Regions from separate parts of the Mus musculus genome. Here all the other regions are linked to region 1. The links are chromatin contacts, called in public HiChIP or PLAC-seq and Micro-C maps. All regions are on one chromosome and are shown on one strand. The core of a region is the stretch at or near the end of the contact, and the rest is flanking DNA. Distances in the headings are between cores, read along the strand shown.

Region 1 (7,289 bases), core at 4,260-6,759:
ATTGCAACAAACCCAACAGGAGCACCACAGCAGAATCAGGCTTGCATGCATACACACACACACACACACACACACACACACACACACACGCAAACATGTATGCACAAAATTAAACCAGAAAACATTTTTGTATTATGATTTAGCACGCAAAATTTTCTTTATATATATTAAAATGAATTACTTTCAACATTCATACTAAATGTGGGAAAATACTAAGTAGGTACAAGTGAAGGCCCAGTCAACATCCTTTTTATTTATTTATTTATGTATATGAGTACACTGTAGCAGTCTTCAGACACACCAGAAGAGGGCATCAGATTCCATTACAGATGGTTGTGAGACACCATGTGGTTGCTGGGAATTGAACTCAGGACCTTAGGGAGAGCAGTCAGTGTTCTTAACCGTTGCCAAGCCATCTCTCCAGCTCCCAACATCCTCTTTTTTACATTAATTTCCTTCCTCCCTTCTAGGAAATCCACGTTTGATTCTCTTCTTTACCTTTACCAGAGTACTAGAACTTACACAGGACTGCCAAATTTTTTTTTGTCCAAAATGCTATTTTCTGGGTTTGTTTGTTTGTTTGTTTGTTTGTTTTTTGAGACAGGGTTTCTCTATGTAGCTCTGATTGTCCTGGATCTCACTCTGTAGACCACGCTGGCCTCAAACTCAAAGAGATCTGCTTGCCTCTGCCTCCCAATTGTGAGCTACTACCACCTGGCTTATGTCTTATTTTCTAGCTTTTTTTTTTTGTTTTTGTTTTTGTTTTTTTGTTTTTTTGAGACATGGTTTCTCTGTGTAGCTCTGGCTGTCCTGGAACTTACTCTGTAGACCAGGCTGGCCTCGAACTCAGAAATTCGCCTGCCTCTGCCTCCCAAGTGCTGGGATTAAAGGCGTGCTTTTCTAGCTTTTAAGAATCTATTTAGAGGAAAATACTAGGATGGATTGGGTTTTGGATATTAATTATTGTATCAAGCAATACTATAAAAAATTCACCTATTATGTAACTTAATTTCCTAAGTCCTTTAAAGATTCTAGTAATTTTTGTCTTTATTTCCACTGGAGTTACCTTTTTGTAAATGGGAACATATCTCAGCTTTTTTTTTTTTTTTTGGTTTTTCGAGACAGGGTTTCTCTGTGTAGCCCTGGCTGTCCTGGAACTCACTTTGTAGACCAGGCTGGCCTCGAACTCAGAAGTCCGCCTGCCTCTGCCTCCCAAGTGCTGGGATTAAAGGTATGTGCCACCGCACCTGGCATATCTCAGCTTTTTTTATGTGTATGTGTGTGCCAAGTGTAGGTGCTAGTGGAGGCTAGAAGGCACCAAATTCCCTGGAGGTGGAGTTACATAGGTGGTGGAAACTGAACTCAGATCCTCTGGAGAGCAGGAAGTGCTCTTAAACATGAAGCCATCTTTTGTGGTTTGATAATTTGTTCATTATTATGTCCTTGAGTGTCAGGTTAATTGTTTTTGTTGTTTTTGAGACAAGTTCTTACACAGCACAGACAGGCCTAGAACTGAATATGTAGCTAAAGATAACCTTGAATTCCCGATCCTTCTACCCGGTGCCACCATGTGCTAAATGACAATGGGATTTTACAAGTGTAGGCCACACACTCCACAGCACAATAGTTACTGATAAAGATTCAGAGCCTAGGAAGGAAAGATAATTAGAAAAACAAAATACATGCACTGGCATTTTATGCACGTTTAAAAGAATTACAATTTAAAAAGAACAAGGATCATTGTACAGAAAAAGTCTGATACAGGAATGGATGAAATAACCGCCTCTGCAGTTCAGAATGTAGACTACAGAGGTTGTATATAAGACTATAATGTTATATACAGGGAAAATATGGTGTGTGCAGTCATGAGCAACGCCTACCTTTAGGGAGTAAGACTCAGTGAAGCAGTGCAGTTTACACTGTAGACACTTGAATACCAAGTTGTTTTTGGGGCCGGGCGGTGGTGGCGCATGTCTTTAATCCCAGCACTTGGGAGGCAGAGGCAGGCGGATTTTTGAGTTCGAGGCCAGCTTGGTCTACAAAGTGAGTTAAAAAAAGTTGTTTTTGGAGACAAGGTCTCATCATTTAGCATCATTTACATGGCTGGCCTGGAACTTGGAATTTCGCATACCTTAGCCTCTTGAGTGCTTGGGTTAAAGGTGTGTTCTACTGTACTCAGCAGAAAATATCTTGAAATGTATTATCTGCATAAAATAGTTGATGTACTGCAAATACAATTATAATACAAGTGTTTTCATCTTTAGGCTATGTAAACTATAAGGTAAGAAGTCCATAATACTGAAAAATCAATTCACTTACTGGATAGTCAAGACTTCATAGGGCACTGGCCTCTCTGGCAGTCAAGTTACTCATAGATCAGGTTGATCTACCCTTCTTTATTATATTGGCTTATCTCTATTGTAGCTATGGTTTTTTGGCAAGTACTACAATGACTCTGACCTCTTCTTATGTCATTCTCCAGGAATAAAAACTAAAGAACATTGTCATTTACGTTGCCCTCTCATAAGCACAAATGACACACTAATCTCTCATGCTTTAAATATTTGTATGGATAACCTTTTCACAGGCATGTAATTACAGCTAAAGGAATGGTTTCCTAAGTACAACTTAATGCTTAAAGTGAGGTAGCTGGCTAACTCTTCAATGGATTAAGTGAAATTGAACAAACTAAATGATTAATAGAATTCCTTCAGCATGACAGGAAGACTATATTTTCTGCATCATCAAACATAAGTATTGTATCAATTTTAAGTTATAGGGAGACGGTTAACATTTGACTACATGATGTGATACAAACCAGAGGCGGGTTCTTATCCCAGTTTAACATTTAAAATTCTCATCAGACATAACTATTCTCCCTGCTTTCTTTAATAATGTGTAATAATGGAATGAAACATTTTTATGATCTTCGGGACAAGCTAGGCCTGTATTCCAAGAATAAAATCTTTTTAAAATATACATTGTGTTTTAAGACAGGACATTGTTATGTATATGCAACTGGCCTTGAACTTTGTGATTCTCTTGCCTCTATGGCCCAGGTACTGGAATTATAGGTGCAAGCAGACACTCCCAGGAAAGGACAAAGTCTTGAAAGTTTTACGCATTACTTTAAACTTGATTAAGTTTTAATCTAGTCTTCCCAGATGTTTTTGTGGCAATTAACTCTTAATTCAAATTCTAACAAAAGTCCCAGCTTTCGAGTGGGGTAGTGCCACAAGGGGAGAAAATAATTTGCTCTGAACTAATTCAACTGTGCAGTTTTACAGCCAGACCCGTGCTTAGTAAAGTGAGAGCATCTTAATGTACTATTTGATAAGGCGGCAACGCATACTGTATCTTGCATCTGAACTCGTAAGGATTTTTGCTCCTCACAGCTGAAAGCTTTAGTTTCCCTTCAAAATAATCTATTTCAGAATTCATACTGTATAGGATGACTGTTTTGTCTGAGGCTACACTGAACGGATCACATGGAAATGAAAGGGTTTGGATTATATCCTCAACTTCCTGATCCATGGGCTTTTAGTACTACAACTAATCTCAGGTCTTACTGAGTGCCTCAGAGAACTGGAAAAGGCAGTGTTGTGACTAAGGCTACCACGCTGGAGATCTGGTCCACCAGGAAAGTAGAGAAACACTTTTCGCTGGCAGGGCATGTGACTATCAGTCGGCTTCAGGAACTGAAATCATTTTTTGCCGGGCCTAAATGATCTAATTGGCACCTCCAGTCTCCTCAGATCAAACAGCTATTGTTTTCAATGTTTCCTTATTGAGAAGCTTCATGGCATGACTTTCTTTTTTTTTTTTTTTTTTCTGTTTTCTTTTGCCAGTATTTATTTTTATTTTTATTTTTTTTTCCATTTTTTATTAGGTATTTAACTCATTTACATTTCCAATGCTATACCAAAAGTCCCCCATATCCACCCACCCAATGGCATGACTTTCATGGTGAAGACAGATACACATCAGAGTGAAAATGAAATGGGAACCAGGTGTGGGGCATAGGCTTCCAACATCTGGAGGCAGAGACAGGAGGACTGCCACAAGTCCCAGTCCAGGCAACTGCTAGAACTTGTCTCACTGGTTCCCCCACCCAGAAAAAGGAAATGGAAAAACATTCCATTGTGTTTATACACCACATTTTGTTTACTAACTTATGACATTTATTTTTAACGTTTTGACTATTGTATATACTATAAATGCTGAGTGCATAAATAGCTGTTCACACATCCCTTTAAAGACATACTTCGGGACTATATACTGAGAAGTGGAATTGCTGAACCACATGCCTGATATGCTACAACACAATGAGCCATGTTAAGTGAAATAAGCCAGTCACAGGAGAAATGTAGTTGCCTTGATGAACCAACATTACTGTTGAAAGTTTCAGTTCTCTACTAGATCAAGTAGTCCTGAAGATAAACTAAGACTGAATAACGATGTAAATGTTAATGCTACTAAATTCACACACACACACTATATACATATGTATTATACATAAAATATATGTATTTTAAAGCAAGCTACTCAGTTTTGAACTGTCTCATTTTTAGAGGGCAAGTGTTTGGTTGAAGCATGAAGGTGGCAGGGCTGGGTGTGGTGTTTCTTGTAGAACCAGTACATGGGAAACTGAGGCACGCGAATCTACAAGTTCGAGGACAGCCTGGGTTACAAAGCAGAACCCTGCGTCAGAAACAAACACCCAAAACAAAACATCTAATGCGGCTTAAAAAAATTGGGGGAGGGAGGCAACAGGTTCAGAGGGAAAAATGGACCAACATAGTGGCTTGGGCCTCTGAAAGAAAAGCTAAGGCAGCCGCGTTTGGAGAATGGGAAGGCGTAGAAAGTAAAATACTGCGACAAGGTCCACTGCCCTGTCCTGAGGCTCCATCTCTAGAAGGAAAAAGAGGTATCTTCTCAGAGAAGCCGTGAGTCTCATCTTCCACTTCTGCCAACATCCCCCGAACGTTAGGGGTCCCCCGCCTGCCCGCTCCTTTTGTCGCCCGCACCGCTTTCCTCAGACCCCCCCTGCTCCCTAACATTCCCCTAGTCTTCCAAGGTGGGTCGCGGCCACCGCAGCACCAACCGTCATCGCTCCGGCCCCGCCCGTCGAACGCCAGAACGTGGGGGGCGGGAAGACCCGTCCTCGGGCGCCCCGGAAGTCACTGCCCTCTTGGCCAGCTGAGCGCCGCGGCGGGATTCGAGGCCTAGGATTGGCAGGAAGATAGGGATGACGTGCTACGTGTGGCGAGGCCGCCCCGCCCCCCCTGCGCGCTCTTAGCGTGGGGTGGGGCGGAGCGTGGCCCCCCGGCGGCCATTACCCGGAACCGTCCCGGGCCTTGGGTCAGGTGACCCGCGGCGGTGCTGGCGGGAGGGCGGGGTGGGGGCGGAAGGGAGGAGAGGAGGAGTGAGGCGAGACGCGAAGGGAGGAGAGAGAGGAGAAGGGCGGAGTAGGAGGGAGGGGAAGGGGGCGGGGTGGGAGCGGGTCACGTGACTCGGCATGGAGGCGGCGGCGGCGGCCGGGAGGAGTCGCTGGGGCAGAAGCCGCACTTGTTAGTGTTGGGGGAGGAGGGGGCCGGGGACGCCGACACCGTCAGCCGGCGACGCCGCGAAGGAGGCGGGAGGGGGGTGGGGGCGAAAGCAGGCTCCGACCCCCGGCCGAGGGGATGAGGGGAGCATGGGCGCCAAGGAGTCACGGATCGGATTCCTCAGCTACGAGGAGGCGCTGAGGAGAGGTGAGGGGGAGGGGTCGAGTGAGCTGCGGGGAGGCCAGCGCGGAGCGCCCAGGGGTGGGTGGCCGGAGGGAGAGGAGGCTGGGGCGTGGGGTGCCTGGCGAAGGACCCGGGAGGCCAGCCGTGGGAATATCGAGGGCAGGGAGGTGGAAGGGGAAGCGGGGTGTGGGAATTGGGGCACTAGGGGAGGGGGCGAAGCTTTGGCAGTGACGGGGGTACCGGGCGCTGGCTGGCCATTGCCGGTGCACTCGGTTGGCGTTGTTATCTTGTTTAGGTGCAGGGAAGCCCTGACCATCGGTTCTTGGGTGGCTCAACCCTTCCAGGCCCCCTCATCCTTCAGTGCCATTTTCTCATATCACTCTTTCATTTAAAAAAAAAAAAAAAAGCCTCCGACAACATCCTAATCTGGTTTCTAACAGCATTGGCTGGAGGAGAAGACAGGGCGTTCTGTTTTGCTCCTGGAAGTCCTTTTCTATTAGGGAGCCTCTGGTTTTCCCAGGGTCTTTGCCTCTCTGTTGAGGGCGATGACTATCCTTCCATTTACTCCTGCCATCCTTCACCCTTTGAGCGGTTGACTTTGATTAAGAACGACCTGAAAGTGAAGTTGTGTTTAAGGTGAGAACAGATTAGACAGCTGATGTTCATAAGACCTTGTCTTAGGTTTCCTCTCCTCGGACATTGATCAGACGGTTTTAGTACACTTGATTCCCAGTTCTTACCCCCTCGCTCCCTTAAAATGGCATTCGGAAACCCAGCATTGTGATACTGTATTACAGCTCCCTTCAGAGACTGGCCTTGCTGTCAACGGCTGCTGCTCTTGGCTCTGATTCACACTGTGTTGTTAATAGCCCCCAACCCCCTACCACTTACTCTGATACGATTGTCAGTGTAAAGCTCGTGCTAACTGGAAGTGTCTTGCACAGTTTATGGCCGGAATGTGACTTAATTTTTCATGACTGAGATTTGAGAGTGTGTCTGTGTGGTGCTTGTAGTTCTCTTTGATGTTTAATGGATTTTCTTGGTAAGAAGTGAAAAACATTAAGCAGATTAGTGGCCAGACATTATTGTTAACAGATTTCTAAGACCAAAATAAATAAATAAATAAATAAATAAGTAAATTCAGTCATGCGCCAGGTGTTTTTAGTAGCTTGGGATAGAAACTTAAAATATGATGAAAAAGACATTTTAAAGTGAGGATTTAGAAATGAGATCTAGTTCATATACAAAGAGAAATAAGTTCATTGGACCCACAACCTAATAAACAGAAAATAAGATACAGAATTGTAGCTGCATCAATTTTGGGGCTGAGCAGAATAGCGAAAATACACCTTTTAGTGGTTCTTCCTTACCATATCTGCATGATGATTATTCTTTTTTTTTTTTGTTTTGTTTTGTTTTGTTTTTTCGAGACAGGGTTTCTCTGTGTAGCCCTGGCTGTCCTGGAACTCACTTTGTAGACCAGGCTGGCCTCGAACTCAGAAATCCACCTGCCTCTGCCCCCCCAAGTGCTGGGATTAAAGGCGTGCACCTCCACCGCCC
Region 2 (6,349 bases), core at 2,739-5,238, 140 kb after region 1:
AGTGTGCCCTATCTCCAGATAAAAATGGAAGAAAATCTAAAGATAAAGCTCAGTGATGTGGTGCCAGCCTAGCAGGCACAGTAGCCTGGGTATAATCCCTACCGCTGAAAACTATAGACAACTGTGACAGGAGGGATAGGGTTATCTTAGCTTAATATCTGCTTTGTCCTCTGTTAGGGTGCTCTTTGATCATTTTTTATTCCTTTCTTTGGATGCCTTGGTTTGCTGCTCACTTGCTTTGAATGTGCTAGTAGTCATTTGGGTTATACAGAAAGAGCTCCTGTGCCAGACACTCGGGAGGTAGAGCAAGTGGAACTCTGTGAATTGGAGACAGCCTGGTCTACAGAGCAAGTTCCAGGACAGCCAGGGCTGTACAGAGAAGCTTGAATAACAAAACAAAATAAACAAAAAAAGAAATAGAACTATCAAAGACTTCTGGGTGGGTTGAGGATGTAACTCAGTTGGGAAAGAACTTGTCTGGCATATAAAAGACCTAGGATTCACTCTGTGACATGACTTAACCCAGGTGTAGTGTTGCACACCTGTAATCTCAGCAGGGGCACACTGACTGCTGTGGAAGGTGAATCTTCCTCAGAATAACGCTTCTTAGACTTTGGTGTGTTTCTTCTTACAGTGATGACAGCATGGGCTATCAATATCCATTCACTCTCCGAGTTGTGCAGAAAGATGGAAACTCCTGTGCCTGGTGTCCATGGTATAGGTAAAGTCACCTGTAAAACCAGTCTCACAGAGTCAATTTCAAACATAATACTTTTTTATAAAATTCCTTGATTTAGAATGTAATCATGAATAATAAGAAACTTGATATAAACATGAGAATTGTCCATCTCTTCTTTGTGAAATCCAGAGTACAAGTTTGTTTTTCAGGCATGTAATTTTACAGGTTACATTCCACTCCAAATTCATAACCCATAATAAGTGTTTGTATTCTAAATTTTGTTTTTTGAGTTTTGGGTTTTATGTTTTTTGAGTTTTTTTGTCCTTTTTAAATAGAGTCTCATTTGTGTTGCTAGGCTGATCTCAATATCCAGTGCTCAGCCTCCTCAGACTGAAGCATTGTGGCTTCAGTCATATATACATGTCTATTATTAGTCCAAAAATTCTTTCTAAGCCAATAGAACATAATCTGTTCACTAACCTGGCTGGTAATCTTTCCTGAGGTTTTACAAGTCTTTGATGGGTCATTGCTGGGACAGATTCTAAAGTTAGACTTCGACAAATTTTGAAGCCAAGAGACATTGAAGAATATTTCTAATTGAGAACATCTTAATTCCTTAGGGACAGTATCTGATAGTAATGAAGTCAGATTTTAGGAAGCTGTAATAGACATAACAATAAACGAAGTGTGGTAGCCATTAGAGCCGTGACTATGTCTTGTCCTTGTACCTGCCTCTGTAAATTTGTATACATATCTACTTAAGGTGCTATTTTATAACAGATAAGCATTGTTAGATCTCTCATCTTACAACATTATAGAAATGAATTTATAGTTTCTTTTGAGTCAGTTTATATTAAATACCAGTTAGTTTCTGTATCATTTTACTTGCCATAAAACTCGTATCTTTCTATATATTAACAACTGTTAAGTGCTTTATAAAACCAAAGACTTGACGTTATAAACATGATTCCTGAAATTCTTAACTTAATGTTACTACATCTGTCAGATTCCAAAGCTAGAATTTGACAAATTATGAAGCCAAGAGACATTGAAGAACATCTTAATTCCTTATTATTTATTCCTCTGTGAATGCTTTCCCCTTTTAGATTTTGCAGAGGCTGTAAAATCGATTGTGGAGAAGACAGAGCTTTCATTGGAAATGCCTGTATTGCTGTGGATTGGGACCCTACAGCCCTTCACCTCCGCTATCAAACATCACAGGAAAGAGTGAGTGCTGGGGGTGGCCATAGGGTGGTGGGTAATGTTCCCCAGTTTAACTGTATCATAACAAACTAAAGTCAGAAATACAGCTAGCTACATTCTCTGTGGTACTTAATATACTGACATTTTTGCTTGGCTCTCTGCCCCCCAACTTCTAGAATCAATTGTATTAGGGTATTAAGTATAGAAATATTAATAACAAATCTTGGAACAAAACAGTGTTATTAAGTTTATGGGTGGTGCTAAAGAAATGGCTCAACAGGAACACTTCTACTCTTGGAGAAGACCTGGGTTTGGTTCCCAGTACCACATGCCAAATAATAGCAGGGTTTGCAACTCCTGTTCCAGATGGTCCAGAACACTCTGCTGCCTTCTACGGGCACTGCATTCACACTGTATGCCAACCAGACCAATACACATAAACAAATCTTTTTTAAAAAATTAAGATTTTTAAAGGAAGTTTCAGAAGCTAGAGAGATGGCTCAGCAGTTAAGAGTATTTGCAGCACTCACAGAGGTCCTGGGTTCAGTTTCGGCACACACATCAGATGGTTTACATCCCCTTTGCAACCCCAGCTTCAGTGAACCCAGCTTCAGAGGCTTTTATGGCCTCTGTGCAGATATGCACACCGAGAAATACACATAACACATAAATAAATAATTTTAAATATCAATATCTTTTTAGAGTATTAGGTAAGGCATATCTGTAATTCCACTGGGCATGAGCAGACCTCTATATTAAAATCCCCAGCATCTAAAAAGAAAAGGAAAACCCAAAAAGAATTTAGTGGAGATGTACACAAAATCAAAGGGGTTTCTAATGGATTGTACTGAGTTTATTATATGCCTCTTAACTTGTCAGAAATTTATTTATAAAAAGTATTTCTTTAGGTAAGTCAGTAATAGTAACTGATTTTTCTGGCTCTTTATTTTAATATATTTATTTATTATTATTTGGTGGGACATATATATGTAGATGTCAGAGAACAACTTGAGAGAACATCTTTTTCCTGCCATGTAAGTCTCAGAATCAAATAATTTCTGAGCCATCTCACCAGCTTTAATTTATGCTGCTTTGGAATGGGAGGACTACCAGTACTAGCCTGCTTCCTTGTTTAGATCCCCAAATTTACCACTGCAAACCCAGATCTTTGTACCCAAGAGTGGATGTACTGTGGATTTGTTTTTGTTTTTGTTTTTTGAAGCAGGGTGTGTGTGTGTGTGTGTGTGTGTGTGTGTGTGTGTGTGTGTGTTGGTGGGTGGGTGGCTCTGGCTGTCCTGGAACTCATTCTGTAGACCAGACTAGCTTTGATATCAGCGATTCACATGCTTCTGCCTCCTGAGTGCAGGGATTAAAGGAATGTACCACCACTGCCTGGCATACCACGTACTCTTACCAAACGGTCACTATGCTCAGCTGGGAGAAGTAGTATACCCCTATAATCCTAGCACTCAAGAGGTTGAAGCAGAAGGATCAGGAGTTCAAAGCCTAGATTGAATGCACAGCAAGTTCAAGGCCAGTCAGTGTTACATAAAATCTTGTCTCAAAACAGGGAAAGAGGAAGAAAGATATTAGGCTAAAAGCTAAGGAAAATGTGAAAAGATATAGGTCAGGCTCACTGTAGCAAGGCATTTCAGAAACTTTAGCCATGCTTTTTTAAAATATTTATTTATTTATTTATTTATTTATTTATTTATTTATTTATTATATGTAAATACACTGTAGCTGTCTCCAGACACTCCAGAAGTGGGCATCAGATTTCCTGACAGATGGTTGTGAGCCACCATGTGGTTGCTGGGATTTGAACTCAGGATCTTTGGAAGAGCAGTCGGCGCTCTTAACCACTGAGCCATCTCACCAGCCCGCCATGCTTTTTTTGAAGATGGAAAATTTCAGCAATGGACAGATTTACAAGTTTCTGTCATCACAAATTATAACAAGACATTATCCCGACAAGGATCCTATCAAAGATAGATTATTTAGCCATCTGTACTACTTCCCCTTTTTAACAAGCCTGTTGTGCAAGCTGAGAGGCTGTGGAGGACATCACTTAGAGGAAGCGCCTACATGCAACCTGTCACTCTCACCCACTTCCACTTTCAATGATACAACACAGTGGGAACTCTGGAGCTATTGAGATTTCTCATCTTACTGGGGAATGGAAACATGACTAATCTGGGTTCTTACTAAATGTGGTTCCTGCCCCAGCTTAGAAGGTCATGTAAGAGTGTACTACACAATTGGGGTTATTACTCACTTGCATTACTTTTTTTATTTCAGTGGTTTCCCATCTAGGAATTTTCCTTGGGAAATAATATTCTTTTCGCTATGTAGCATCATTTAAAATGGTAAATAATTAGAAATGTGTTTATTCCATATTAGAAGTATGGTTAAATAAAGTATAATGTATTCTTTATGTAAATTATTATGTAGTCACTGAAAATGATTATTGATTTTTTACTACGAAACAAGATACCAGTTTTCTAATTTTGTAAAACATTTTTAATATTATTTATTGATAATTTCATAGATATATTAAATGTATTTTGATCACATCCCCCCTCAACTCTCCTCTTTCAAGCTCCTCAAAACTTCCTACAACAGGTCTCTTTCTCTCAACTTTGTGTTCTCTTTTTTTAATCTTTCTATGTATTTAGATGTTTTGCCTACATCTATGTCTGTGCATCACTGTGTTCCTGGTACTCACAGAGTCCAGAAGTTCCTTGGAACTCAAGTTAAAACAATTTTGAGCTGCCATTGGTTCCTGGGAATTGAACACCAGATCCTCTTAAAGGAGCAGTCAATGCTCTAACCTTTTGAACCATCTCTCCAGCCCCACTTTTTAAGTGTGTGTGTGTGTGAGAGAGAGACAGAGACAGAGACAGAGAGAGACAGAGAGAGAGAGACAGAACAAAGCTCAGGAATTGGTTTTCTCCTTCTATAGTGTGGGTTCTGGGAATTGAACAGACTTGTCAGTGCTTTTACCCACACATACCAAGTTTTATGGGTAAGGTTTTGGGTGTTTTTGTTGTTTAGCATCAAGTGGTTTGTTTGTTTGTTTGTTTGTTTGACTAGTTGTCTGGTTTTTTTGAGATAGGGTTTCTCTGTGTAGCCTTAGGTGTCCTGAAATTCACATAGACCAGGCTAGCCTCGGACTCACAGTGCTAGGATTAAAGACACCACACCTAACAGAAAGCTACAGGTTTAGAACCTGCACTCCAGACTGCTGAGAATCATTTGGGCTTTTTAACACCCAATAGTATGGACTGAGGATGTAATGTAGTTTGTTGAGTGCTTGCCTTGTATGTATGAAGCCCTAGCTTTGACCCCTAGCACTAAATATCAGGCATAATGACAAATGCCTATAATCCCAGCACTTGGGAGGCAGAGGCAGGCCTGGTCTACAGAGTAAGTTCCAGGACAGCCAGGGCTACACAGAGAAACCCTGTCTCGAAAAACAAAACAAAACCAAAGATTGATTGAAGGCTTGTGCCACCATGCTGGGTCAATATCTTCATGGTGGTTTCCTTTCTTAAGGATATAGGGCCATGAATTAGTCAGCAGATAAGGGTACTGAACAGCCAAGCCTGACAGCCCAAGTTCAATCCCCAGAACCCACATGGTAGAAAGGAGACAACTGATTCCCGCAGATTGTCCTCTGACGGCCACATATACTGTGGCCAAAAAGACAGATAAATAAAACAAGGAAATTTGTTTTAGAAGAATATGAAAGACCAGGCAGAGTTTTGTACACTTTTAATGCCAGAACTAGAGAGGCAGAGACAGGCAGATCTTGATCTACAGAGAAAGTTCTAGGCCAACCAGAACTATACAATATGATTCTGTCTCAAAAAATTTTTAAATTTTAATTAATATTTATATTGCTTATATATTTTACATATGGGGTTGTAAAGGTGGCTCGGTAGTTAAGAGCATTTACTGCTATTTCAAAGGACCCAGGTGGCTCACAGCCATTTGTAACTCCAACTCTAGGAGATTCAAACACTCTCCTGGACCCCACAAGCACCTGAATTCATATGTGCACATTCACACACACACATATACATGATTTAAAATAGAATAAAAACAAAAGTAATAAAAGATTTCTATGTTTTTAACAAGGTTTGAAGAGGGTTTTCATAAATAATATATTATTTGAATAGTAGAGGATCTAGCCACGGAGCCCAAGAGGTAAAGTAAATTTTTATCATTAAGGGAAATTGTATTGATAAGTGTCACACAAAAATTTTATCAGTCTTTCAGTTCTCAACTACTTTCATAGTCCCAAGTAGTCAAAACAAACAAACAAACAAACAAACAAACAAACAAAACCAGTATTCTTTACTAGTGTCGTAGCATGTCATAAAGCATCCATGATTAAGAGAATAAACATAAATTTCACTGGCTATGAAAAGAGAGACATCACAGATATTTTGTACACTTACGTTT
Region 3 (6,389 bases), core at 686-3,185, 210 kb before region 1:
AAACTCAGAGATCTGCTTCTGGCTCCGAAGTGCTGGGACTAAAGACATGTGCTACTACCACCCAGCTCAAACAGATATTCTGAGTGGGAACTGTTTTCTAGAATACTGCTTTCTTCAGCTTACGTGACGGCCTGAGGGCGGACCACGACTCCGCCAGTACAACGACTGGGTCTCCGAGGAGAATCTGTAGCCATTGTTTCATTCATGAGACCTGTTTCCAGAGAAAAGAAAAGTGTCAGAAGGAGAGGTGTACGATTATTCATTAAATATCCCTTTGCCAAACTGTGACAAACCATGAATTTTCCCAGAAACTTGTGGCCTAGATCTCTCAGAGACCTGCCAGCCCAACTGATAGGATTATAGGTGTGTACCCACCACACCCAGGAAGTTACTTTTCTTTTTTTAAGATAGGGTCTTACCCAGGAATTGAGGCTGACCTTGAACTATGCAGTATCTGAAAGTCAAGACAGTTCAGTCTTTGGCAGAATCTTCCTATAATTTATAACTAGGAGGAAAAGAGACAGAGAACTAAATGGGAACTATATAACACAGGATCACTTAGAAAAACAAATATAGGGCTGAAGAGATGGTTCAGGGGTTAAGAGCACTGACTGCTCTTCCACAGGTCCTGAGTTCAATTCCCAGCAACCACATGGTGGCTCACAACCATCTGTAATGGGTTATGAAGCGCTCTTCTGGTATATCTGAAGACAGCGACAGTGTACTTACATATATAAAAATAAATAAATCTTTAAAAAAAGAAAAATAAAGAAATGCAAATATAAAGCTCAGTGGGACATAACATACCAGCAGTTCCAGTTCCCAGGAGGCTGAGGCAAGGAAATTGCCTTGAGTTCAAGGGCAATGTAAGCCTGAGATTCTTAGTATTTTATTTTTAAAAATATAATAATAATAATAATAATAATAATAATTTAAAAAGCTGGTCACAGGTGGTGATGCATATGCATGCCTGAGAGGCAGAGGCAGGAGGATCAGGAGTTCAAAGTCAACCTTAAGGGCACAGCCATATAAAGACCAGATGGCCCATGTGAGCCTCAGAACAAATACACGTAACAGGATACCACTCTGCCTTCAGATAAATCTGTTGAGGACAGATAAAACTGTGTAGCCACATTTAAATAATATTTTAACCTCCAGCTATTGTAACGTAATCACCAGCGTGTAAACAAATTTGGAATATAAACTCGTATAATATAAGGAGCCTCTGGATTTTCCCACAGTCTAAGTAAGTCCCAGACCTTGACTATCTAATGAGTTTCTGAATCATAGAGGTGGTTTGGAGAGTACAGAGTCTGCTTCATTATGGTTAAAGGGGGACTGGCAACAGAACTAAAGATGTCTTACAAGGCTCAGGAAAGCCCACAGCCTAAAAGCATCACTTTTAAGAAGGGTTCACTGTACCACCTCATTTGAAAAACCCCAAACTGTTGATCCCCACATTCCTATACAACCCAAACAACCCATTGTCCCAACTAGTCCAGCTACCCCTTTCTTAGGCAGTACCTTTCACCAGACCCCTCAGTACTCTCATCTTCATTCCACCCTCTATTACCCGAACCAGTCTCCCCACCTCTGTCCTTTAAAGGCCTTGTCACTTGAGAACAGCTCCTCGAAAGCCCCTCGGGCCCCACTCTCCCCAAAGTCACGGGAACAACACTCCACACTTCACCTCCAAAGCCCTACCACCACTGCCCCCGGCCGCCCTCTGGCCTCTTGCCCAGCTCTCCTCCAGTTTCAGCACCTTTCCCCGTCAACTGGGGCTGGTCAAGCCCTGTTTCCTCATGCTGCCTGTCCCTTTCCCTCTCCAAACCTCCCCTAAGCCAAAGACCCGCCAGCCCTCTCACCGGCCGCTCCGCCGGTAAACGCTGTTCTCCAGCTTCAGGCTCACTGTTTGGAGTCTCCCTCGTGATTGACGGCTAGCACTTCCTACCACGCCTCGGCGGAACCACCGCATCAGCCAATCCCAGGAGCAAACTGGCCCCGGCGCGGCACCGCCCTTGGAGGTCAGCTTCGCCAACCAGCGAGTAGGAAAGAGGCGGACCCGCCTTCAGAATCCATCCAATCCGCTGGGGCTGGAGGGAAAACACAACAGTATGGAAGTTCGGGTGAAGCGGGTGGGTCAGGTTCGGTTGTGAATGCAGGCGGCAGGGGAGAAAAGGCAGGCGTGTCTGCGGGCCTGGAAGAGGCACCTTGGTGGATTTTCTGTTTTAAGGAAACGCTACATGCACCAAATACCTGCGGACCTCAGCCAGAAGTCTCCAGCGAGGAGCCCGAAGCCAGGTATACTGGTGTGTTTACATCGAATTCTCGCGACAGCTGATTTGAAGCTAAAAGCACGTGGACGTGGCAGCTGCCAATCACTTTTACCTGACCACTCAGGCTGCCCGAGCCCGCCCTCCACCCCGCCCGCGGCGCTGTGTTTACCTTCCGGGAGTCTAGGCTGGCAGTCCGTGTTCAGTCCCCTGCTGAGTACGTCTTGCTCTGAATAAGGGGGCCTGTAAGAAATTTTGTTGGAGTCCTTAATGGTTACTGTCATAGGAATGGATGTTCGTGAACATCTGGAAATGGAGAGGCCCCAGACTTTGGAAGGGGGAACTTGTTGCACAATATAGGGATCCATAGAGAGTCTAAGAAGACTACCTGGGGCTTTGCAAGATGGCATTGGATACGTCTTAAGGGTTCATGGAGTCTCAAGTAGTCGTAGGCCGGGAGCTCTTGCTTAAAGAAACCCACAATCACACTCCTAGCTTTCCCATATATCTTTCCCCTGAGCACCTAGTAACCTGTACCAAAATCTCTTTTTATGGGATTCCAGTAACACATGCACTATATTCCCTATATTCCCAGCACTGGTGTACATAACAAGTTCTAAGCCAGTCCAGTGCCACCAAGTTTGAAAACACTGTCCCTTCCAAAAAATCTTTTTTAATAAGATATAATTCTTTTAAAAATAATAAACGGGCCTGGAATTTGGACATGATGCTCCTGCCTAGATGTGGACTAGGCGGCTAGGTATGACCAACAAGGAATTCGTAAAAGTACCTTTGCCTATCATACAGGTTAAAGTAGACTTTTTAGGCATGTCATCAGTGTCAAGAGTTAGCTGGAGGTCGTGGTCAAGGCCAAAAAAACTCATTTCCATGGCCATATGTCTTAGTTAGGGTTTCTATTGCTGTGACGAAACACCAAGACCAAAAGAAACTCGCTGGCTGGGCAATGGTGGGGCACTCCGAACTCCGAGCACTTGGGAGGCAGAGGAAGGCAGATTTCTGAGTTCGAGGCCAGCCTGGTCTACAGAGTGAGTTCCAGGACAGCCAGAGCTACACAGAGAAACCCTGTCTCGAAAAAATAAACAAACAAAAAACTTGTTGAAGAAAGGCTTTATTTGACATACAGATCCTAAGTCCACTGAGGGAAGCCAAGACAGAAATTTAAACCAGGCAGAAACCTTGAGACAGGAGCTGTAAAAAGGCCTAGAAAAAGTACTGCTTACTGGCTTACTACTCATGGCTTGCCCTGCCTGATTTTTTATAGACTCCAGGACCACCACTCCAGATACAGCACTATCCACCATGGCCTCAATCACTAATTAAAATGCCCTACAGGCCCGCCTAAGAGCCAGATCTTATCTTGTGGAAGCATTTTTTTTTCAACTGAGGTTACCTCCCCAAAAATGACCATATCATTCACCCAAATGATAAGGGACGTTTTTCCTTATTGAGCTCTTCATAGCTTAGAATCAAAAGAAGAGGGAATGAGTGGGAATGTTTATGAATAAGAACATTACTTCTATCCATCTCCAACTTGCAGTGTGGACATGGATCCAAGGTAGACATACAGTCCAGTGGCTACGAACATTCCTGACTTAAATGTCTTAGTGGACCGCAGTAGCAACAGGAAAGGATTTTTTTTTTCCTCTTCTGATTCTCTCAGACTAGGCAAGTTGTCTCTGGATGAGGCTCTAGGGTTTCCTGAGATAGGCAGAAAATGGGCAGATGCTGTAGCCATGTGATGAACTGATACAGCTGTCTTCTAGTTTTAACCCTTTGTGGTCTCAAAACCTCCTCTCAGGGCTTGTGAGATGGTTCAGCAGGTAGAGGTCCTTGCTGCCAAGCCTGACTATCCGAGGTCACTCCCCAGAACTTACATGGAAAAAGAAATTAAGTTGTCCTCTGATCCCACCCCCAAACATGTAACATAGCATCCCCCACACACACCCAAAAATGCATAGTGATTTTAAAAAATTAAAGGCCTCCTCTTAGTCGTTATTAGCAGATGAAAAAAAAAACCTATGTTCAGGGCCATTCTTCCCTACATAGGGGATTCAAGACAATCTCTGCTATACAAGGAAGGCCTTAATATACATAACTATATATGAATGAAAAAGGCAATCATGTGCTTGTAGCAGACATAAGGAAAGGAACATGAGCCTAAACGGTGCTCAGGACTCCTGCAAAGGAAAATCTTTTCCAAATGAAGATTGTGTCACTTTTTAGTTATTCTCAGGTCTCCCTGAACACAGAACTTGAGGGGAATGGAGTGTGTGTGTGTGTGTGTGTGTCTGTGTCTGTGTGTATATACAGAAGGGGAGTGCTGGGGAAAGATCAATACTCAGAGCTGGGAACAGAGGTACAAGCTAGAGAAGGATAGTGGTGGAGAGGCTATAGTGGTGGAGAGGCTAGGTGTTGAACCCTGGGTTATGCAGGTTGGAAGCCAGCCTGGGCTACATGAGGTTCAATCTGAATAAACAAACGTCATAGCTTAGTCTTGGTAGTTCACTTGTATTTAACCACTGCACTTAGGTTGAGGCCTGAGTGAATCTGATGTCACAGTCAGATCCTCAGTGAATTTAAAGCCAGCCTGTGACATCTGGTGAGACAGTACCTCAAAAAAATAAAAGGGAAGGGAAATCCTAGAATACTCACTCTTCATTTGCTTTGGTATCTGCTTTTATCACCAATCTGAGGTAACACCCATTAGCATTGTCCTGTGATAGATAATGGTTGTTTCAAGTAATCAACTTTGGTTCCTCCCAGTGAGCATGGTGACCTCACTAAAGGGCTGAGGATGAACTTGAACCCCTGACCTTATCTCACCCCCCCCCATAGGTAAGTATTACACTGTATCTAGATACTTCCTTCTTAACCATGACTATGGTGTTCATTTTCAGTGGAAGAGTTAGTTCTTTGTTCTGATTGTTACCAAGTATTATTTTAACAAATTATTAGCTGAGCATGTGTAAGATTCATTAGTGTGTTAGATTACCTTTCAAATGACTACAAATCAAAGCCCTAAAGTTGCCACCTGTTGTGGTAGTTCATGCCTAAAACCCAGCATTCCAGGGACTGAGGCAGGTTGGTAGCAAGTCCAAGGTGAGTCTGGCCTACATACCAAGACTGTCTCAAAGAACAGAATAAGAAAATGAATTAAAAGCAGATGAAAATTTTAAACCTAAAAAAAATATAACAAAGAAAAGTAAAGGAAAATTAAAACATAAAAATGTGGTATTAAATTGGAAGGTCAGAGGTGCACCTCACCTGGGCAAAACAGTGGAGCTAGCCCTGATGGTGAAGGCAGCGGTGAGCCAGCCCCAAGGGCATGAGAGCAGGAGAGCTGACCCTGCCTCCTACATAGCTCACCCTGGTGATACAGATAAGGGAAAGCCCACACACTAACCACCTCAGCTAACACCCAGGCCCAGATCCAGAGCCTTGAATTGGCCCATCCAAAATCTCAACCATCTGCAAACCGTTGGGTTGTGTAAAAGGGCCAGTCCTGCTGATCTGAAGGGGCAGGATCTCCATAGCACAGACACGGGGTAGCAACAGGATAACAGAAGGCCCAATGAGAATCCAATATCGATGGTGTCACAGAAGCCAGAGATCTCGAACCAGGCCAGTGATTCATTGAACACTTTCGAGTGAAGATGTGGACAGAGTGGTATCCTGTGGGACACGCTGTGACATACTACAGCTTCCACGGTGAGATGGTTTCTATGCTTTTGGGGTTTTGTTTGTTTTTTATCTGTGGGGGGAGTTGCAAGTTCGAAGAACGAACATGAGGGGCCTGGGAGATGAGCCAGACTGGGGTGCATGGTGTGCAACTGGAAAGAATCAATAAAAAGGATAGTGTTAGAAAAAGTTGATAATAGCTAAAAGATTCCTAAATTTGGTAAAGAATACAAACCTAAGCCCAGAAATCCGGCCTCAGCACTCGGGAGGCAGAGGCAGGCGGATTTCTGAGTTTGAGGCCAGCCTGGTCTACAAAGTGAGTTCCAGGACAGCCAGGGGCTACACAGAGAAACCCTGTCTGGGGGGGGGGGGGGGAATACAAACCTACAGATCCAAAGTCAGGCAACCAAAAGAATT
Region 4 (7,265 bases), core at 2,062-4,561, 220 kb after region 1:
TGCTTGCACGGGATGGATATTTTAGAGTAGCAGAATGGACCTGGAATGGGGCAAAGCACAGTCCTATATATTTTTTAAAGTTAATTTATTTATGTAAATGAGGACTGTCTGCATATACACCTGAAGGCCAGAAGAGGGCGCCAGGTCTCTTTATAGATGGTCATGAGCCACCATGTGCCAATGCTCTTAACCGCTGAGCCATCCCACAGGTCTCCAAGCCTTATTAACCCCAGGCCTCTAGTAAGAGCATAGGTGCTACATGTGAGGAGAGTGTACCCTGAGATGGAGTCTTCAGTATCCCAGGCAAACTTTCCATGGAGCCTTGAATTCTCCATCCTCCTCCCTCCACCTCCCATTCTGGGATTACAGCCATGCTCACCATGTTAGACTTCTGCATTGCCGAGGCTTGAACCCAAAACTTCCTGCATGTTTAGCCAACGAACCTACATTCCTTTCCTCTGTCCCTCCCACCCCAAGAACAGATAAATATTCTGATTCAGTGGTTCTCAACCTTCCTAAGTCTGGGACCCTTTAATACTGTTCTTCATGTTGTGCTGACCCCCAACCATAACATTATTTCAGTTGCTACTTCATAACTGTAATTTTGTTATGAATTGTAAGGTCAATCTCTGTTTTCTGATGGTCTTAGGAAACTCCTGTGAAAGGGTCACGAGTCCACAGGTTGAGAAACTCTGCTCTAGGCTAGTAACCCCAAAGTTCCCAGAGCACAGCTAGATTCTCATTAGGCTAACATAGGTGGTCAGCTTCCAGGTGGACTGCCACTATCCTGGAGTTTACATGAGCTCCTAGCTAAGAGGCACTGAGAGCTGGCCCTGGAGAGCCTTTAGCATTTAGAGCCCGAGGTTGGCGACTGTCCTGCTTTTTCCCAGGAGACTCTCTTTTCATCGCTTCACGGTTTAGTTACTACTCTAGCTTTTTTTTCTAAGCTGCCAGCAGCTTAATCTACAGCATAAAGTGGGGTGTGTGCTGGGCTCTAAGAGTAGTCGCTACACCGATCCAACGGCGGCCTGCAGCGCCCTCTGGCGGTGCCTGTTGCTGGCATGCAACACTGCGAGAGTCTCTGGAGGCTCACAGGCGCCTGACTGCCAGTAGCTAGGTACCTGAGTTCTGAAACCTTTCTTTGCTGTCTCGCTTCTTTCCAAGGATTTTCACTGCTCTTCAGGCTCTTGCGGAGGAGTACGCGGCATCTAAGATGGGTTTAACTGGAGTTCATAGAAAGCCAGGATGCTCCCATTGGAACCTCAAGTGTGGTCAACTGGATAACGAGTCTGGATTCACAGTGTCCTCGGTATTCCCCCACCTGGTCCCCCTCACACTTCCTTTCCTGTCCTGGACATTGAAGAAAGTCTGACAGTGATCCCTGAAGCTAGGGACCTCCAGAATAGAGGGAGCAGCATCTCCACCACAGGAAGTGTGTGTAGGAGAGATTCTCGGTTTCAGCCATTACATACAAACACACAATACAAATCCGGGTGGTCTGTGACAGTTTATACCCTTGCCACACAGGACACAGATTCAAATGTGATCATGGATGAGTTGTTGGCCTTCTCTGGTTGTCCCATTTTAATTTGGACCTTCTGGAAACCAAAGGTCACATCTCTGTTGAAGACTAGGAACGAAAAGGGTTATTGGGTCAGTGTGAATTTGTATTGGATTCTAAGCAAGCTCTTGACGGGCTGACGGGAGCAAAGAGAGAGCCAAAGGGGCCTTCTGATTTAGCGGAAGGACAGTGTTTTGGGCCTGGAGAGCCTTCCAGCGGTCCCATGATACTAAAGAAGGACTCTTACTCATTTCCCATCCTTTCTACCGAGTCAGACCAAATTGTCAGTAGCAGAGATCCAGGAGATTAGACTCCTTCCGAGTATCATGGAAATAACCCTTTTGCCAGCTACAGGTTAAAAAATATATATGTATGATTTCCATTTGTCTTTCAATAGCTCAAGAATTTAGGTCTGGACATCCACTTTAATTGATAAAAGGGCTCAGGTAGCAACCAAGCCCTCTAAGACACTCAAAGAGTGGGAGTCAGGGCTCCAGGCACTGCCTAGTTTGCAGCAGCTCCATCTCAGCAGGCACAGATGCTCATGCGCACACTTATTAACAGGGACCCTAGAGCAGGGCTGGTGGAAACAGAGGCAGGCCGGCTCTGTGAGTTCAAGCTCAGCCTGGTATACAGCATGAGTTCCAGGACAGCCAGGGTTACACAAAGAAACCCTGTCTTAAAAACAAAAACAAAAACAAAAACAAACAAACAAATCAACAAAGGACCCTAGAGCCTGAATGGGCCACATAGATGAGGAGGAGGCATTTGGGAGAGGAACATGATTTAAGGTCCTGGAAGCTGGAGTTTAGGTTAGACCAAATTCAGAGCTTCAGAGAGGAGCAAGTTTCTTAAAGAAAACAGGATTCCAAGTAGGGCCTGGTGACACACCCTGCAACAGGGTCTCAGACCTTAACACAACTGACTCCACGATTTTGTCTATAACTAAAGTCTATAGTAGCCTTCAAGGTTAGTCATAGCCCATCTATTCTGACTCATTAGCCTGGATTCCTTTAGCCTAGCCACTGATCTGCTCTGCAGTCAGTCAACTCCACCATGGCTTGTAGTGGCATGAAGCACAAGAAAACCTACAGGCTCATTTTCAGAGTCGTGCAAATGCACGGCTTGACACTAAAATTCCAGTCTCTTCCTTAGTCCTTTCCCCATTCTGTTTTCACTTCAAGCCTTGTGCTCCTAGGGAAGAGACCGTCTTCCAATCATCCCCAGTGTCTGGACATTGTAGAACTCACAGTCGGGGTTCAACAAGCATTTGTCAGCAGCTCAGCCTCAAATGTCTTTTGGGCTGGGAGAAGTGGCTTAGCAGTAAGGACCGCTAGATGCTGTTACAGAGTTTGAGTCTTAACATTCACAGTAGGAAGTTCAAACCCGCCTATCTCTAGCTCCATTGGATCTGATATCTTTTTCTGGTCTCTCTTGGGGCAGGGACATCATTTACCCCGGCACAGGCGCACACGTATACAGTTTTTTTTTTTTTTTAATGTCTTTGATTAGGCATGGTGGTGCACACTTGTGATGTCAGTGTCAGGGATGCAGAGGCAGAAAAATCCTGAGTTCCGTGGCCTGATCTAATCAGAGGAAAAAAATCCTTGACGCAGCAGCTCTAAATGCACATCTACTGTATCGACACTCTACAGGTGAGGCCTAGAATAGAGAACAGGATCAATCCATTGCTTCTGACTGCCAATGAGTGCGGAGCGCTGTGATTGGCCCTTGTTTAGGTAAAAGAGTGAGCGCGGGTGTCTTCTGGGAAGTCATGGCGTCGCTGAATTGTAGGACTGCGGTCTGTGTGGTCTGTTTGGAGAAGCCGAAATACCGTTGCCCGACTTGCCGCGTGCCCTAGTGAGCCAGAGCGGGTAGTGGGTTCGGAGGGAGGCCGGGCTGCGGGCGGCGGCTGCGGGCAAGGGGTACGTGCTGCGGCCGCTCGTGCTGATCGTGCTGACCTGAGCCTGTCTGTCTCATTACAGCTGTTCGGTCCCCTGTTTTCAGAAGCACAAAGGTAAGACCCCGGGACACCGTCGCAGCCCTTGCTCCTTCTTTGTACCGTACAGGCCCCATGCCCCCAGGAACCCGAAGCGGGAGGATTCCCGCCAGTTCAAAGCCAGCCTGACTACAGACTGAGACCCTGTCTCAAATAATCCAAAGCAAGTCAGCTGCTTTCTTGGGAAAAGTCTTAGCTATTTATTCATCTTGACATTCTAGTGTAGCCCCTCACTATCGCAGAAACTGCCTTGGCTGAGGTCAATTAGCCAGCAATGGTTGTCTTTAAAATATGGTTGTTTATTATTTACAATAGGAGAAATTTTCTTTTTCTGTGTGTGGTATTTTGAGACAGGTTCTCCTCCTCCTCCTCTTTTTTTTTTTTTCCGAGGCAGGGTTTCTCTATGTAGCTCTGGCTGTCCTGGGACTCACTCTGTAGACCAGGCTGGCCTCGAACTCAGAAATCCGCCTGCCTCTGCCTCCCGAGTGCTGGGATTAAAGGCGTGAGCCACCACGCCCGGCTGGTTCTTTTTCTTCTTTCATTTTCCTTCTTTCTTTGTTTGCTTTTCAATAAAGGGTTTCTGGCTGCCTTCGAACTCGCTCTGTAGACCGGGCTGGCTTCAAATTCATAGCGATCTGCCTGCCTCTTGCCTCCCAAGTGCTGTTTTATTTTGTGCTGAGAAAGAGTATCTCAGATTCACTATATATTCCTTTTTTTGTTTTGTTTTTGTTTTTGTTTGTTTTTCGAGACAGGGTTTCTCTGTGTAGCCCTGGCTGTCCTGGAACTCACTTTGTAGACCAGGCTGGCCTCGAACTCAGAGATCTGCCTGCCTCTGCCTCGCGAGTGCTGGGATTAAAGGCGTACACCACCACGCCTGGCTGAACTATATATTCTATACTCCTCCCAGACTCACAATCCCCATGCCTTAGTTTCCTAATGCTGGGATTAAAGGCACAAGCCACCACGGCCCAGCTGAGACTGGCTCTTTTTTTTTTTTTTTTATGTAGTTCAGGCTGGCCTATCTATCATGATCATGCTTTGTCATCCTCAAATGCTAGGATTATAGGAGCCACCAGAACTGGTTAAAATAAGTTCCTGACCTATTGAGAATGGAGCTGGAGCGATGGCTCGGCTGTTAAGAGCTTCTTGTTGCTTTCCCAGAGGTTCTGAGTTTGGTTTTCAGCACCTGCCTACTATAGGCAACTTGTAGGTCCATTCCCAGGGGCTCTGACTCCCCTTCAGGGGCTCTGACTCCCTCTTCTGGCCTCTGTAAACACTGCATACATGTAGCACATTCTCCCTCTGTCTCTGCTGTTTTCTCCCACCCCAGGCTCAGACCTATCCCTGCCGAAATGCTTGCTTTCTGCTTGTGAAAGCTCGCTCCGTTAAGTCTCTGGGCTTCCTCAGGTAGACTTAGAGCAGACTTTTCTTACCTTATCCATGTGTTCCATGACTACTAAACCCCTCTGACCTGGGAGTTATGACCTTCATGTCCTAGCGGCACATGGGTGCACACATACAGTAACTGTTGATGAATTGTGTTATGTTTATAGAAGTCACTGCCATTAATCCTGGGGGAAGTCCTGTGAAGGTAGGGTGGGGCACACAACCACCTTGCCCAGGTCCAAGCTCAGTCGGCTTCCTCGCCCCTTCTGCTGGACTCGGAATTACTCACGGTTCTCTGACTGATCGCTTGGTTTGACCTGTCTCTCCCTCTGTGTGTCTCTACCCAGTACACATTCAGTACACTGGCCGTGATGGGGACTTGCGGCCTCGTTGGCTGGCATGGAGGGTTGTGTTTGGCTATGCCTGAAATTTGTGTCTCTCTCAGAGCAGTGCAGCTCTGAAGCCCGACCTGTTGAGAAGAGAAGAGCAGGGCCTCCTGTGAGGTCTGAGGAGAGCAAAGGTGAGGTGGTTGGGGCTTTTGTTGTTGTGTTTGTTTGTTTGTTTTTCGAGAAAGGGCTTCTCTGTGTAGTCCTGGAAATCATTCTGTAGGCCAGACTGGCCTTCCTTGCCTCTGCCTCCAGAGTGCCGAGATTAAAGGCGTGCACCACCACTACCTAGCATGGTGGTCGAGTTTAAACAACACACTTCAATTGATTTCAAAGATACTAAATGGTAAGGAAAGGAGAGGGGGTAAATGGACAGGATACAGGAGGATGCCTTTTTGGGGGAGCAGCAGCCTCAGCAGGGTGGAGTACAAACTAGCGTCCTGAAGCATGGCTCTGGGGAGGGGCCCTGGGCCTGGGGTTAGGCCCATGTGGGAGGCTTCCTTTGAATTAGGTCACCTCCTTGCTGCTGAAGTCGCCTTAGATTTCCAGCAGTAATGGGCTGTCCTCCACTCACACATTTCATGCATCCATGGATTCGTCTGTCTTTAATGCCTCCTGGGTGTTGTAGATCTGCACACAGCCCCTTCTGTGCCTCAAAGAGGTTCTTAAGAGTCACAGAAAGAGTTGGGCTATGTGTCCTTTGAGAAACGTCTAGTATGGGCTTGGGTGTATCTGCCTTTGGTGAAAGTGGGGGTACTATGCTTGTCAGGGTTTTATAGGCCTCGTTCACAGTCACAGCCCTGGGTCACGACGAGGCCAGGAAGGGTGCTGTCTGCAGACCACAGCATGTCATGCTCTTGTGAAGCCCAGTCACCATTCTGCCACCTACTCTTGGTTTAATTGTGAAGCCAGAGAAGCAAGCTGTCATTTTATTTGAACACGACTGTTAGTGTGCCCTCCCTGTGGCACCTCAGTACACACGTGGTCGACGTGGCTGCCCTGGCTTCCTGAGGCCTGACCAGCTGTGCTCTACACTCCTCAGATGATGACTCCTCCGTAGCTGATTTCCTCAACAGTGATGAGGAAGAAGACAGAGTGTCTCTGCAGAATTTAAAGAATCTAGGTAAGTCTGTGCTGGGCTTGTTAACTGTTAGGCTTGTTAACTGTTAGTTTGTGCTCTAAGGCCGTGGGGCATGGGAGAGTGGAGCACGGACTAAGTCGTGCAGCAGCCAGCTTTATACCCCCCCCCTCCACCCCCCGGGGGAGAGTCACCTGACCAAGGTGTCCCATCATCAGGACAAGCTGCACTTGGCAGACACGTTTTCCATAGAGGCATATAAAGAAGTAACAATCACCAGTTATAATGACTGACATAAACTCCCATTGGCTGCACCTGGGAGGATGTGAAAGCATATGTCAAGAAAAAAATCCGTGTTATTAAAGAAACTGAGGTCACTAAAGTCTTGTTTCTTGGGAGTTTTCTCACAAATACTGAGAATTCCCTCGATATGACTATTCTTGGGTGGTATTCTGACACCATTTCCTCTGTATAGAATGTGGTTGGCTTTCTGAATTGTTTTGGCTGGAAGCTCGGCTATACCTCAGGGCTACTCTGCTTCTGAGTGATAGTCTTTTTCTTATTTATTTATTTATTTATTTAGTGAGACAGAGAGTCGTATTGTGTAGTCCTGGCTAGCTTAGAACTCACTGTAACCCATACTGGCTTCATGATGCCATCCTCCTGTCTCTATGTCCTCATGATGTTTCTATCCTCAGAAGAATTGCTAATTTTTTTTTTTTTCCGAGACAGGGTTTCTCTGTGTAGCCCTGGCTGTCCTGGAACTCACTTTGTAGACCAGGCTGGCCTCGAACTCAGAAATCCACCTGCCTCTGCCTCCCGAGTGCTGGGATTAAAGACGTGTGCCACCACGCC

The links. HiChIP or PLAC-seq counts read pairs in DNA pulled down with a chosen protein or histone mark. Hi-C and Micro-C count contacts between places; a contact is called where the count stands out from the background.
Region 2: an H3K4me3 HiChIP or PLAC-seq map of bone marrow-derived macrophages shows a contact between it and region 1, with 2.4 times the contacts expected there. The contact joins the enhancer-like site here to the promoter of Usp32 in region 1. A contact is called at or near these places in 4 of 484 Hi-C or Micro-C datasets (erythroblasts, granulocyte-monocyte progenitors, nephron progenitors and 1 more), 4 of 115 datasets of contacts at active chromatin or transcription factors (bone marrow-derived macrophages, embryonic stem cells and fetal liver) and 3 of 9 other capture datasets (adipose tissue, liver and pancreatic islet).
Region 3: a contact with region 1 is called in a Micro-C map of embryonic stem cells, with 4 times the contacts expected there. The contact joins the promoter of Bcas3 here to the promoter of Usp32 in region 1. A contact is called at or near these places in 2 of 39 promoter capture datasets (cranial neural crest and neural stem cells), 10 of 484 Hi-C or Micro-C datasets (CD4 T cells, CD8 T cells, embryonic stem cells and 2 more), 8 of 115 datasets of contacts at active chromatin or transcription factors (effector CD8 T cells, embryonic stem cells, extraembryonic endoderm stem cells and 2 more) and 3 of 9 other capture datasets (adipose tissue, liver and pancreatic islet).
Region 4: a CTCF HiChIP or PLAC-seq map of the NIH/3T3 cell line shows a contact between it and region 1, with 13 read pairs. The contact joins the promoter of Znhit3 here to the promoter of Usp32 in region 1. A contact is called at or near these places in 13 of 39 promoter capture datasets (the 3T3-L1 cell line, 3T3-L1-derived adipocytes, HPC-7-derived erythroid cells and 9 more), 1 of 15 datasets of contacts at CTCF or cohesin (the NIH/3T3 cell line), 15 of 484 Hi-C or Micro-C datasets (B cells, CD4 T cells, the G1E-ER4 cell line and 8 more), 19 of 115 datasets of contacts at active chromatin or transcription factors (the 230-238 cell line, the NIH/3T3 cell line, the SCID.adh cell line and 13 more) and 4 of 9 other capture datasets (adipose tissue, embryonic stem cells, liver and 1 more).

What each region holds. Positions count from the first base shown.
Region 1 is chr11:85,138,175-85,145,463 of GRCm38.p6, reverse strand. It overlaps Usp32 (ubiquitin specific peptidase 32), which reads left to right and starts at 5,509. Exons shown (of 34, transcript NM_001029934.1): 1 at 5,509-5,753. The coding sequence starts at 5,696. It also overlaps a transcript of 1700125H20Rik not described here.
Region 2 is chr11:85,001,365-85,007,713 of GRCm38.p6, reverse strand. It overlaps Usp32 (ubiquitin specific peptidase 32), which reads left to right. Exons shown (of 34, transcript NM_001029934.1): 28 at 635-721; 29 at 1,786-1,906. Among named protein-coding and RNA genes, the nearest start is that of Car4, 47 kb to the right of the region's middle. Within about 2 kb of position 3,988, at least 52 of the 459 cell types and tissues checked have an H3K27ac peak or open chromatin away from gene starts, as enhancers often do. A contact at or near this core is called in bone marrow-derived macrophages and erythroblasts, where this site is marked.
Region 3 is chr11:85,348,710-85,355,098 of GRCm38.p6, reverse strand. Bcas3 (breast carcinoma amplified sequence 3) reads right to left here and starts at 1,935. Exons shown (of 24, transcript NM_001166643.1): 1 at 1,866-1,935; 2 at 124-211. The coding sequence starts at 206.
Region 4 is chr11:84,912,412-84,919,676 of GRCm38.p6, reverse strand. It overlaps Znhit3 (zinc finger, HIT type 3), which reads left to right and starts at 3,311. Exons shown (of 5, transcript NM_001005223.3): 1 at 3,311-3,421; 2 at 3,547-3,578; 3 at 5,392-5,466; 4 at 6,375-6,455. The coding sequence starts at 3,336.